Linked DNA regions of Mus musculus: all the other regions are linked to region 1. A link is a contact called in public HiChIP or PLAC-seq data. All regions are on one chromosome and are shown on one strand. Each heading gives the region's core, a stretch centred on a gene start, on an enhancer-like site or on the middle of the called end of the contact. The rest is flanking DNA. Distances are from core to core; before and after follow the strand shown.

Region 1 (3,209 bases), core at 109-2,608:
TGCATGCATGGAACATGGCAGGAACACATGCATGCATGGAACAGGGCAGGAACACGTGCATGCGTGGAACATGGCAGGAATGCATGTATGCATGGAACATGGCAGGAACACGCACATGCATGGAACATGGCAGGTACACACATTCATCACCTCCTTCGGGTTTCCCAGAGGGAAAGGTTGGCTCCCCTTCCCTTCCCTGGGTTTCTAGCCTGCCAGGGATCCTGCAGAGAGGCAGGTGATTTGGTAGGTAACCCATCTGTGTGAAAACCCAGGGTGCGTAAGAATGTCATCACGGAGATAGCTCATGTGCACACATGTGAACACACATCCTAGTAAAACCGAGAGACAAGCAGCTTCCTTCTATGTGTGCCTAAATGTGTGTAGGCAGGAAAGAAGAGTGTTTCTGGTCCCTAGAGAACCCACAGTTAGGGGTTAGGGCTCGCCTAAGATGAGAAAGGCTATGACTCCTAAAGCATCCAGTCTACATGGTCTACCAAGAAAAGCACAAGAGTGTCACAAAGACTTTTCAATATAAGGGAGGGGAGGCCAAGGAAGAGGGGAGAGAGGGCAGAGGCTAGAACTCTGGTCTCCCCAGGGTCATGTCCAGGGTTGGTCTCTATAGGTACCTAGGGCATTTACTCCAGGCATAGGTGGCCAGCAGGCTTGGGGTCCAGGGACTTCATAATATGGATGGCTCTTTGGAGCTACAGAGCACTGCCCTGAGTAGTCGTGAATATATCAATGGACTGTCAAGGTTCGACCTGTCTAAAGCCATGCAAGGCTATTTCCCAATATTCTTGCCAGGCCTGGGGATGACAGATTAGGGAGTTGAAGAACATAAATCCAGTCTGGCCTCAATCTCCAGTCTTTCATGCATTTGACTGTTATAGTCCACAGTACCCCCCTCACGCCTTGAATAGGCTGCCCCTCTGTCTGCCACACCCTGCACACACAAGTAAAGCCAGAATGGATCAATCTCCCAGCCACACCCTTGCCCATGTCAGGGTCAGACAAGCGCTGCCTGAATACCCATTGGGGGTCACTACCCTTCTCCACCATCAGGAGATCCAGGGAGGGTCCGGTGGACAGGAGGACGGGCTCCCGACACGTCCTGGCACGGGCAAAGGTAGACTTAGGCTGTCGTCTGGCGAGAAGAGATGCTCGCTGGGGCTGGACGTCGTGGGCAGGGGTCCCTTGAAACATAGAGGAGCAGGTAATAAGCAGGGGGTGCTCATTGTGGGTAGCTATAACCATCCTCCATGCATATGGGGGTGCGACGCAGCAGCACCCTGTCTACATCCAGAGCTCCGGGACGCCCCATGACCGGAAGTGCCCCCCTCGTGGGCGCGGACAAGGCGGGGCCGGCGGGCGGCACTTCCGGTGCCCACGCGCCGCCGCCTCCTCCGCCGTCGCGCAGCTCGCGGCCGTCACTTTGTGTAGTGCGGGGGGGAGTCCCCGGTGGTCACAGCCCCCCACCCCCCACGAGTCCGTGTCTCGCTCCGGCTTGGCCGGGCCCGGGCGCGCGCGCGGTGAGTGGGGCGCGCGGATGCGGCAGGTGCGCGCGGGCGGGACGCGCGCGCTGGGGGCGGTGGCGGCGGCAAGGCTGGCCGTCATGGATGCTCGAGAGCTGGAGGCCTCCGGTGTCCGTGGGGAGATCGCGGGACTGCAGGGCCCGTCCTTGGTGGGGTCGGAGTTGCAGCTGCACGAGCTAGATCTTCCAGGCCCCTAGATCCCCCCAATACCGACCTGGGCCTGCGCGGCACGTCAGGGATGGCTTAACACCCTAGAGGGGTACAGACTCCAGCGTGGGAGGGGGCGGGCCGGGGACGTCGTGCACTGCACCTTTGCAGGGTGCTAGCGCCGCCTTCTCCAGCTTAGGGGCGGGAGCTGGGCCGGAGCCGCCCCCGCCCCCTAGAGAGACACCTTCCAAGGAGGGCTGTCATTACTCCCGCCCTAGCGCGAAGTGGAAGCTAGGTACCCTCCCCCCATCCCCCAGAGAGAGGAAGAAAAGGGAAAGACCTTGTCCTGGAGCCCTACAGCCAGCTTTGTGACATTGAGGGGCCGTGGCCTAGCCTGCTTCATCTGTAAATGGAGGCTGGCTGGACTGCTCTCTCTCTCTGCTAAATCTGTTGCCCCCGAGATGGGTGGTGGAACGCGTTGGCAGAATCTAGGGTGCATTATGTGGACACAAGAAGGGAGGGAGGAGGTGCAGGTATCAGCGAGGATCAGCCCACCTGCTCAGCCTGGGTGGGTGGCATTGGCATTTTGTTTTGGTTCTGTCGCTACTGGCTGGGCCAGGGGGCTAGCTGGCCTGGTTGAGGAGCCTGCTCTGGGGGGTCGTGGATGACCTCCAGGGAGCAACCCTGGAGAATAGGGGCTCCGGAAACTGGGCAGATGGTGAGGAGTGTAGTGAACAGGGAAAGACATTCTGGACAAAAAAGGGTCTTAAGTCAGTGGGGCTAGTGAACGGGAATGAAGGTAACTAGCCACAAGTGCGCATGCGCGAGCGTGACCCCACGCAAACATCCTTTACGTGGATCCCCTGGATTTGGGACTTTTCTGGAGTTCCTAACTTTTAACCTTTACGATTGTGTCTCTGCACACTCCTTTCTATGGACAGTGCAGCACCCCGTTCTGAGTGTCTGCAGCGCTGTGCCCTAGGCTCAGGACTTGAGTGGAAAGATGTGTTGAAGTGACACAGTGATTTTTGCCTGATGAAGCCGTGAACTTGACACTGCATTCGAATCCAGGATGAGAGGTTAAGGAGAATGGAGCAGAAAGGCGTTCTAGGGACTGATTGGCAGGAGTGGGGCTAAGAATATCCCAGGAGGAGGGGAACCCCCAGGGCCTGAGTTGCAAGAATATGAACTGACCTTCTCCTGGTCAGACTGGTTTTCAGAGCTTCTGTTCTGAATCTTGGGTCAGAGCACCTGGAGCATCAGGCTTTTCTTGGCTTCTGCCCTGTCTCCCTGTCTTCTCATGGCTTTTTTTGTTTTTTTTTTTTTTTTTTTGTTTTTTGTTTTTTTTTTTTTCGAGACAGGGTTTCTCTGTGTAGCCCTGGCTGTCCTGGAACTCACTCTGTAGACCAGGCTGGCCTCAAACTCAGAAATCCTCCTGCCTCTGCCTCCCAAGTGCGCCACCACCGCCCAGCTAGAGGCTTTTAATAGGCTTTTTTTTTTTCCTTCACTTTTTCCCTTCTTGCTCTGTCC
Region 2 (3,391 bases), core at 368-2,867, 290 kb after region 1:
CCCTCACTGGGGGATTCTAGGCAGGGGCTCTACCACTGAGCCACACCCCAGCCCCTCCCTGGGGGATTCTAGGGAGGGGCTCTACCACTGAGCCACGCCCCAGCCCCTCACTGGGGGATTCTCGGCAGGGGCTCTACCACTGAGCCACGCCCCAAGCCCCTCACTGGAAGATTCTAGGCAGGAGCTCCACCACTGAGCCACGCCCCAGCCCCTCACTGGGGGATTCTAGGCAGGGGCTCTACCACTGAGCCACACCCCAGCCCATCACTGGGAGATTCCACGCCCTGAGTTTGAGGCCAGCCTGGACTACAAAGCAAAGAAAGTCAAACCTACATAGAGAAACTCTTGAAAAAAAAAATTAAGCTGGGTATAGTGGTACATGCCTATAATACCGGCAGAACTCCCGAGGCAGAGGCAGGAAGATTACCAAAGGTTTGTGGCCAACCTGATCTACACAGAAAGTGACAGGTGAGCCAACCCTACACTGTGAGACCCAGTCTCAAGCAGAGGCTGAGATAGCTCGCCTGTGCTAACCATGCAAGTTTTAACAACCTGAGTTCAACCCCTAAAAGCCGTGTAGAGAGCCGGGTGCTGCTTTATAGATCCAGAGTCTCAGCACTGAAGACAGGGAGGCCTTATCCTCTCCCTCACCAACACAGAGAGGGGGGGAGGGGGAGGGGGAGAGGGAGAGGGAGAGGGAGAGGGAGAGGGAGAGGGAGAGGGAGGAGAGAGAGAGAGAGCGCGCAAAACACGCTCTGTTCTCCAGAGTGCAATGGCCCGATGACAAGGCAGCTCTGTTCACGCTTGCATTCCTGAAGTGCTGAGATGCCAGTTAGAGCCGTGGGCGCGCTTAGATGCATGCCCTGCTGTGGGGCTCTGCCCAAAGCCCTTGGGCTAGTGAGAGATGGCTTCATGGTGGAGTTCAGGAGGCTTTTGGCTTTGTGATGCTCCTGACTCTGCCTTCTGAGTGCTGGGTTACAGTTAGTTTAAAAAGGTCTTTTAGTGGGTGTTGTTGGAGCAAGACTTTAATCTCAGAACCTGTGAGACTGAGCCTGGCCTGGTCTACAGAGCGAGTTCTAGGACAGCCAGGGCTACACAGAACAGAGAAACCCTGTCTTGAAAAGTGACACACACACACACCCCCCCCCCCGGCTGAAAAAAAAAACTTTAAAATTTTATGTGTGTCTGTGGGGCAGTGTGTGTGTGTGTGTGTGTGTGTGTGTGTGTGTGTGAGAGAGAGAGAGAGAGAGAGAGAGAGAGAGAGAGAGAGAGAGAGAGAGAGAGGTGTTCAATTAAAAGCATATTTCAGAGGCTAGAGAGATGGCTCAGACATTAAGACATTTGCTACACTTTCAGAGGGCCCAGGTTCAGTTCCCAGTACTCAAGTCAGACGGTTCATAACCAGCTTTAAGTCTAGGAACTCTCTTGGGTCCTCCTCACACTCTTGACACACATGGCATAAATGCACACACACACACACACACACACACACACACACACACACCACCACACACCACTGTATTCACATGAAGGTCAACGGACAGGAGTCAGCTCTCTCCTTCTGCCTGTGGATTTTCAGGGATCTGACTCATGTTGCTGCTTGGTGACAAGTGCCTGTGCCTCTAAGCTCTGCTCTTTGAAGAATGTCATTGTGGGGCTGGAGAGATGGTTCAGTAGTTAAGAGTACCGACTGCTCTTCTTAAAAATATATCTAAGTGTCTAACACCAACTGGCATAGTAACATCTGCAAAAGACGCCGTGGCACCCCCCACTTCTTTGGGCTCACATCTTCAAGTACAGTGAGCTGACCCCGGAACGGGCTCCGTCCTGTGTCTGCTTTCTGTCCACAGGCCAGTGCTTGCTTTGGCCGGGTGTGTCAGGGCCCACTCTGCAGGAAACTGTGGCCCAGCTCCTAGGCGGATGGCTCTGGTGTGCGCTGCTTCCTGTGAGCGGCCCAGCAAGCCCCAACGCCTGTCCACATGGTGACTCTGCTGTCCCTTCCTCTCTGGGTCTGAGTCCTCTCAACAGTGTTTCCTGTCGTCTGTTCCCAAACACACCACATGGCTCTGAAGGCCCGCATACGCCCCAATTCATGCTTTATGAGTTAAGGGAGGTTTGCCTTTCAGAATTTTTGTTGTTAGTGCGGAAGGATTTGCCAGAGTCTCACGTGGCTGGGGATAGCCTCAAACTCACTAAGTATCTGCGGATACCCTCGACCTCCCCTTCCTCCTGCCTCCATCTCCCACCCCAGGTGCTAGAATTACAGATCAGTTCCCCCCATATCTGGCCTGCTTGATCACTTGTCTTATAAGAACCCCAATCTGTCTTTGGATCAAATTAGCCTAATGACCTTATTATATCCTTTCTCGCTCTCTCTCGCTCTCTCTCTCTCTCCCTCTCATCTACCTACTATCATCTACTTATCTACCATCTATTTATCCCTCATCTTTCTATCATCTATATACCTACCATTTGTCTGTCTATCTATCTATCTATCTATCTATCTATCTATCTATCTATCTATCTATAATCTATCATCTATGTATATCTCTATCATCTATCTATCCCACATCTATTATCTATATATCTACCATCCATCTACCTATTTATCATCTATCTATCTAGATACCTACCTACCTACCTACCTACCTACCTACCATCCCTCTTCAGTGCCAGAGGTTGAACCCAGGCCTCTCACTTGCTAGGCAAGCCCTCTAACACTGAGCCATGCCCCCAACCTATTGGACCTCATTTTATCCTATTCACCTCTTCCTTCCTTCCTTCCTTCCTTTCTTTCTTTCTTTCTTTCTTTCTTTCTTTCTTTCTTTCTTTCTTTCTTTCTTTCTTTCTTTCTTTCTTTCAAGACAGGGTTTCTCTGTGTAGCCCTGGCTGTCCTGGAACTCACTCTGTAGACCAAGCTGGCCTCAGACTCACAGAGATCCACCTGCCTCTGCCTCCCAAGTGCTGGGATTAAAGGTGTGCGCCACCACACCCAGCCCTCACCTCTTTCTTTCTTTCTCTCTCTCTTTCTTTCTTTCTTTCTTTCTTTTTTTTTTAAGATTTATTTATTTATTATATGTAAGTACACTGTAGCTGTCTTCGGACACACCAGAAGAGGGCGTCAGATCTCATTACGGATGGTTGTGAGCCACCATGTGGTTGCTGGGATTTGAACTCAAGACCTTTGGAAGAGCAGTCAGTGCTCTTACCCGCTGAGCCATCTCGCCAGCCCCCTCACCTCTTTCTTTATTGCAGGCCTACATCACCAGGCCTGGCTTCTCTTCACCTCTTTAAAGGTCCTGCTCATAGGCTGAACAATAATGTCACAGGCCTTTATTCTCAGTTTCCAGAGGCAGAGGCAGGCCAGTCTCTGAGTTTGAGTCCAGCTTGG
Region 3 (3,437 bases), core at 151-2,650, 340 kb after region 1:
ACTCTTGATCCTCCTGCCCCTCTGCCTCCCTAGTGCTAAGATTATAGACCTGCATTGCCCGCCACACCAGGTAAGACATTTCCAATCTATGGAAAAGTACAGATCTGAAGGAATACAAGCATGGTGCCCACAGACCAACTGTTTCTTCCCCAGCTAAAAGCACTGACAGCATTCAATTCCCAGCATCCCCATGGTGGCTCACAACTGTCTGTAGCTCCAGCTCGAGTGCCTTCTTCTGGCCTCGAAGGCACCGTCTGCACCTGGTACACAGACACTCATATAGACAAAAACACCCATGCCCATTAAAAATTAATATTTTTTTTTAAAAGATTTATTTATTTATTATATGTAAAGTACACTGTAGCTGTCTTCAGACACTCCAGAAGAGGGTGTCAGATCTCGTTACAGATGGTTGTGAGCCACCATGTGGTTGCTGGGATTTGAACTCTGGACCTTTGGAAGAGCAGTCGGGTACTCTTACCAACTGAGCCATCTCACCAGCCCGAATATTTTTTTTAAAAATCCAAAAATCCAAACAGGTCAGTGCCTACCTGGATACAGAACAGGTTCGGGCCAGCCTGGGCAACATATTGAAATCCTGTCTCAATATAAATGGTTAAGAAAATAATAAAATAAGTCATGCATTATGGGGCAGAGCTTTAATTCCAGTACTCGGGAGGCAGAGGCAGCCAGAGGCCTGCCTGGTTTATGTGGCTCTTGGAAGGTGGAGACTGCAGAATGACTTCAAGGCCCAGCTGTATACTGTTTATGCCAGCGCTCCAGAAGCAGGTAGATTTCTGAGTTTGAAGCCAGCCTGGTTTACAGAGTGAGTTCTAAACCAGCCAAAGCTACATAGTGAAACCCCGTCTCAAAAAAAAAAAAAAAAAAAAAACAAGAAAGAAAGGGTTCAAGGCCAGCCTGACGACCTACACAAGATCTTATTTCAAAGAAATACAGTCTAGAACATTCAGAGGGGGAGCACTGGGCTAGCACGGATGAGGTACTTGCTCCAACACCAACAAACAATGCTCTCCTAACCTCTTTATCCAAGCTCCCTCCCAGCTCCAGGGTAACAGCTGTGCCTTCTGGAAGCCCTTCATGCATTCCTAAGCCCAAAGTAATGGCTTACTCTTGAGATTCCAGCACTCCGAGGCTAAGGCAGGCTAGCCTGGGCTATCTGAGATTCCCTGCCTTCACCCAACCCCCACCCCATCCCCACTTTCTCAAACACAAGCCCGGGTGTGTGCCCGCGGACCCTTAGCGGTCCCCTCTGCAGGGCGCCGGCACCGCGGATCCCCTTAGGGGAATCGGAGCCATTTCGAAAGGCAGGACCACACCTCACATCCCCTGCGGGCTTCGCTCTCGAAACGGGAAGTCGGCGGAGGAAGTCGCGCGGGCAGCCGCCGGCCGCCGCCGCATGACTAAGTTTGGCGCGACTTGCGCTCCTTGCCTTTTATGGACGACTCGTGGGCAGCGGCCGCGGGCGGGGATCAGAGGGAGGGGACACCCCAGCCCCCCAACCCTGCCAAACCCCAGTTCCCACTACAAACCCAGCTGTGCACCGCTCTCCCCATCTGCAGGCCAGGCCCCTCCCTCCTTGAAGTACAGAAATGGAAACTGAGGCTCTGAGCTTAGATGGAGAGCGGCTCAGGGTCCTGCATAGTACTTGAGGCCAAAGGACAGCCAAGGGCCCCAGCTCTCCAGCCCCTTGGCCTGGTTGGATGACTGACATTCCCAAGGCGGGTGGGGAGGGAGGCAGGACAGAGCTTCTTTAGAGAATTGAACCTAGGGCCTAGAACATTCCACCAGGCTGTAGCCACAGCCTTGCTTTTTCTTTTCTTCTTTTTTAAAAATTGTATTTATGGGGGACTTTTGGGATAGCATTGGAAATGTCATTGATGAAGATACGTAATAAAAAAAATTGTATTTATGGCCTGGCATGGTGACACTGACCTTCCAGCAACTGGAGAGGCATTGGCAGGCAGATCTCTGTGAGTTCGAAGCCAGCCTGGTCATAGTGAGTTCCAGGACAACCAGGGCTACCTACTGAAACTCTCTCAAAACCAAAAAAACCAACAATAACCAACAACAGCTATTTGCATGGCATTCTCTTTATTATTATTATTATTATTATTATTATATTAGACAAAGTCTCACTGTATATTCTTGGCTAGCTTTGAAATCACAGAGATCTGTTTGCCTCTGTCTCCCTGAGTGCTGGGATTAAAGCCCTGTGCCACACACACTCCTAGCTAAGATTTATTGATTTATTTATTTAGTGGTTTTGGAGTGATATAGGGTCTCATTGTGTAGACCTGGCTGGCCTAGAACTCACAGACATCTATAGCAAAGGTGTGTGGCATGGAGTGGTGGTGCACATCTGGCAATTCATTTTGTTTGACTATGTGTATGAGTGTGTGTTTGTAGGTGGGTATGTGCATGTAACTGTTGGTGCCCATGGGAGCCAGACATATAGGATCCCCTGGAATTAGAGTCACAGGCAGTTGGGAGCCACCAGACATGGGTGCTGGGAGTCAAACACAGGACCCCTGTGAGATCAGCAAGTGCTCCTAACCACTGAGCCACCTCTCCAGCCCCTATCAGTCATTTGTTTTTGAGATTGGGTTTCACATAGCCCAGGCTTCCCTCTGCCTCCCTATGGAGGCAAGGATGACCACTAATTTCTGGTCCTTCTGCCTTCACCTTCCAAATGCTGGCATTACTGACAGGTATCGTCATATCCGGTTTACGCTACCCTGCGCTGAGGGTCTGAGTCCCACATCTCATGCCTGCTTGACCAGTGCTCTTCTGTGGGAGCTATGTTCCCCGCCCTCCAACCCTCTTTACTTTTTGTGGGGCGGGGGGCGAAGTGGAATGGAGGCACGCTGCTAAATTGACCAGACTGTCCTAGAACTCATGACCGGCTCCAGCTTTGCCCTTCCAAGTAGCTAGTACAGGGGCACCATCAGGCCACACTGGAACTTTGTGTGATGAGCTTCCAAGTTTTGATCCTGGCCTCGCTGTGTCTATGGTCCTGGAGGAGTAGGCTTCTCAGAGGAGACTTGGAGTTTGAGCCTTGGCAGGAAGCATCCCCGCTGACAAACAGGGATACTGAAGCTGTAGACAAAAAGTTGGGTGTGGAGACTCACTTGTAAGCTCAGCACTGAAGAAAGCAGGAGGATTGCTACAAGTTCCAGGCCAGCTTGGACTGCAGGGTGAATCTGAGGTCAGTCTCATTTGGAGAAAGACTTGTCTCCAGAAACACTAATGGAAGGCAGACATGGCGGCCCTCTTATGTAGACACAGCACTTAGGAGGCAGAGCCAAGGGAGCACAGCAATTTGGGGATGAGCCTAATCTAGGCAGCAAGTCCCTGGCTAGCCAGGGATACAGAGCTACGTCTCTGCTCAAACAAACAAACAAAAACAAAGAATAACA

What was found. HiChIP or PLAC-seq counts read pairs in DNA pulled down with a chosen protein or histone mark.
Region 2: an H3K27ac HiChIP or PLAC-seq map of microglia shows a contact between it and region 1, with 4 times the contacts expected there. The contact joins the enhancer-like site here to the promoter of Zfp316 in region 1. A contact is called at or near these places in 2 of 39 promoter capture datasets (embryonic stem cells and neural stem cells) and 3 of 115 datasets of contacts at active chromatin or transcription factors (bone marrow-derived macrophages, embryonic stem cells and microglia).
Region 3: a contact with region 1 is called in an H3K4me3 HiChIP or PLAC-seq map of embryonic stem cells, with 4 times the contacts expected there. The contact joins the enhancer-like site here to the promoter of Zfp316 in region 1. A contact is called at or near these places in 2 of 39 promoter capture datasets (the 3T3-L1 cell line and stem cell-derived epiblast-like cells), 1 of 15 datasets of contacts at CTCF or cohesin (embryonic stem cells), 11 of 484 Hi-C or Micro-C datasets (the Ba/F3 cell line, brown adipocytes and embryonic stem cells), 8 of 115 datasets of contacts at active chromatin or transcription factors (bone marrow-derived macrophages, embryonic stem cells, extraembryonic endoderm stem cells and 2 more) and 2 of 9 other capture datasets (embryonic stem cells and pancreatic islet).

What each region holds. Positions count from the first base shown.
Region 1 is chr5:143,268,171-143,271,379 of GRCm38.p6, reverse strand. Zfp316 (zinc finger protein 316) reads left to right here and starts at 1,358. Exons shown (of 7, transcript NM_017467.3): 1 at 1,358-1,529.
Region 2 is chr5:142,980,792-142,984,182 of GRCm38.p6, reverse strand. No RefSeq gene overlaps it. Among named protein-coding and RNA genes, the nearest start is that of Fscn1, 22 kb to the right of the region's middle. Within about 2 kb of position 1,617, at least 26 of the 459 cell types and tissues checked have an H3K27ac peak or open chromatin away from gene starts, as enhancers often do. A contact at or near this core is called in microglia, where this site is marked.
Region 3 is chr5:142,927,209-142,930,645 of GRCm38.p6, reverse strand. No RefSeq gene overlaps it. Among named protein-coding and RNA genes, the nearest start is that of Actb, 22 kb to the right of the region's middle. Within about 2 kb of position 1,400, at least 285 of the 459 cell types and tissues checked have an H3K27ac peak or open chromatin away from gene starts, as enhancers often do. A contact at or near this core is called in the Ba/F3 cell line, bone marrow-derived macrophages, brown adipocytes and 2 more, where this site is marked.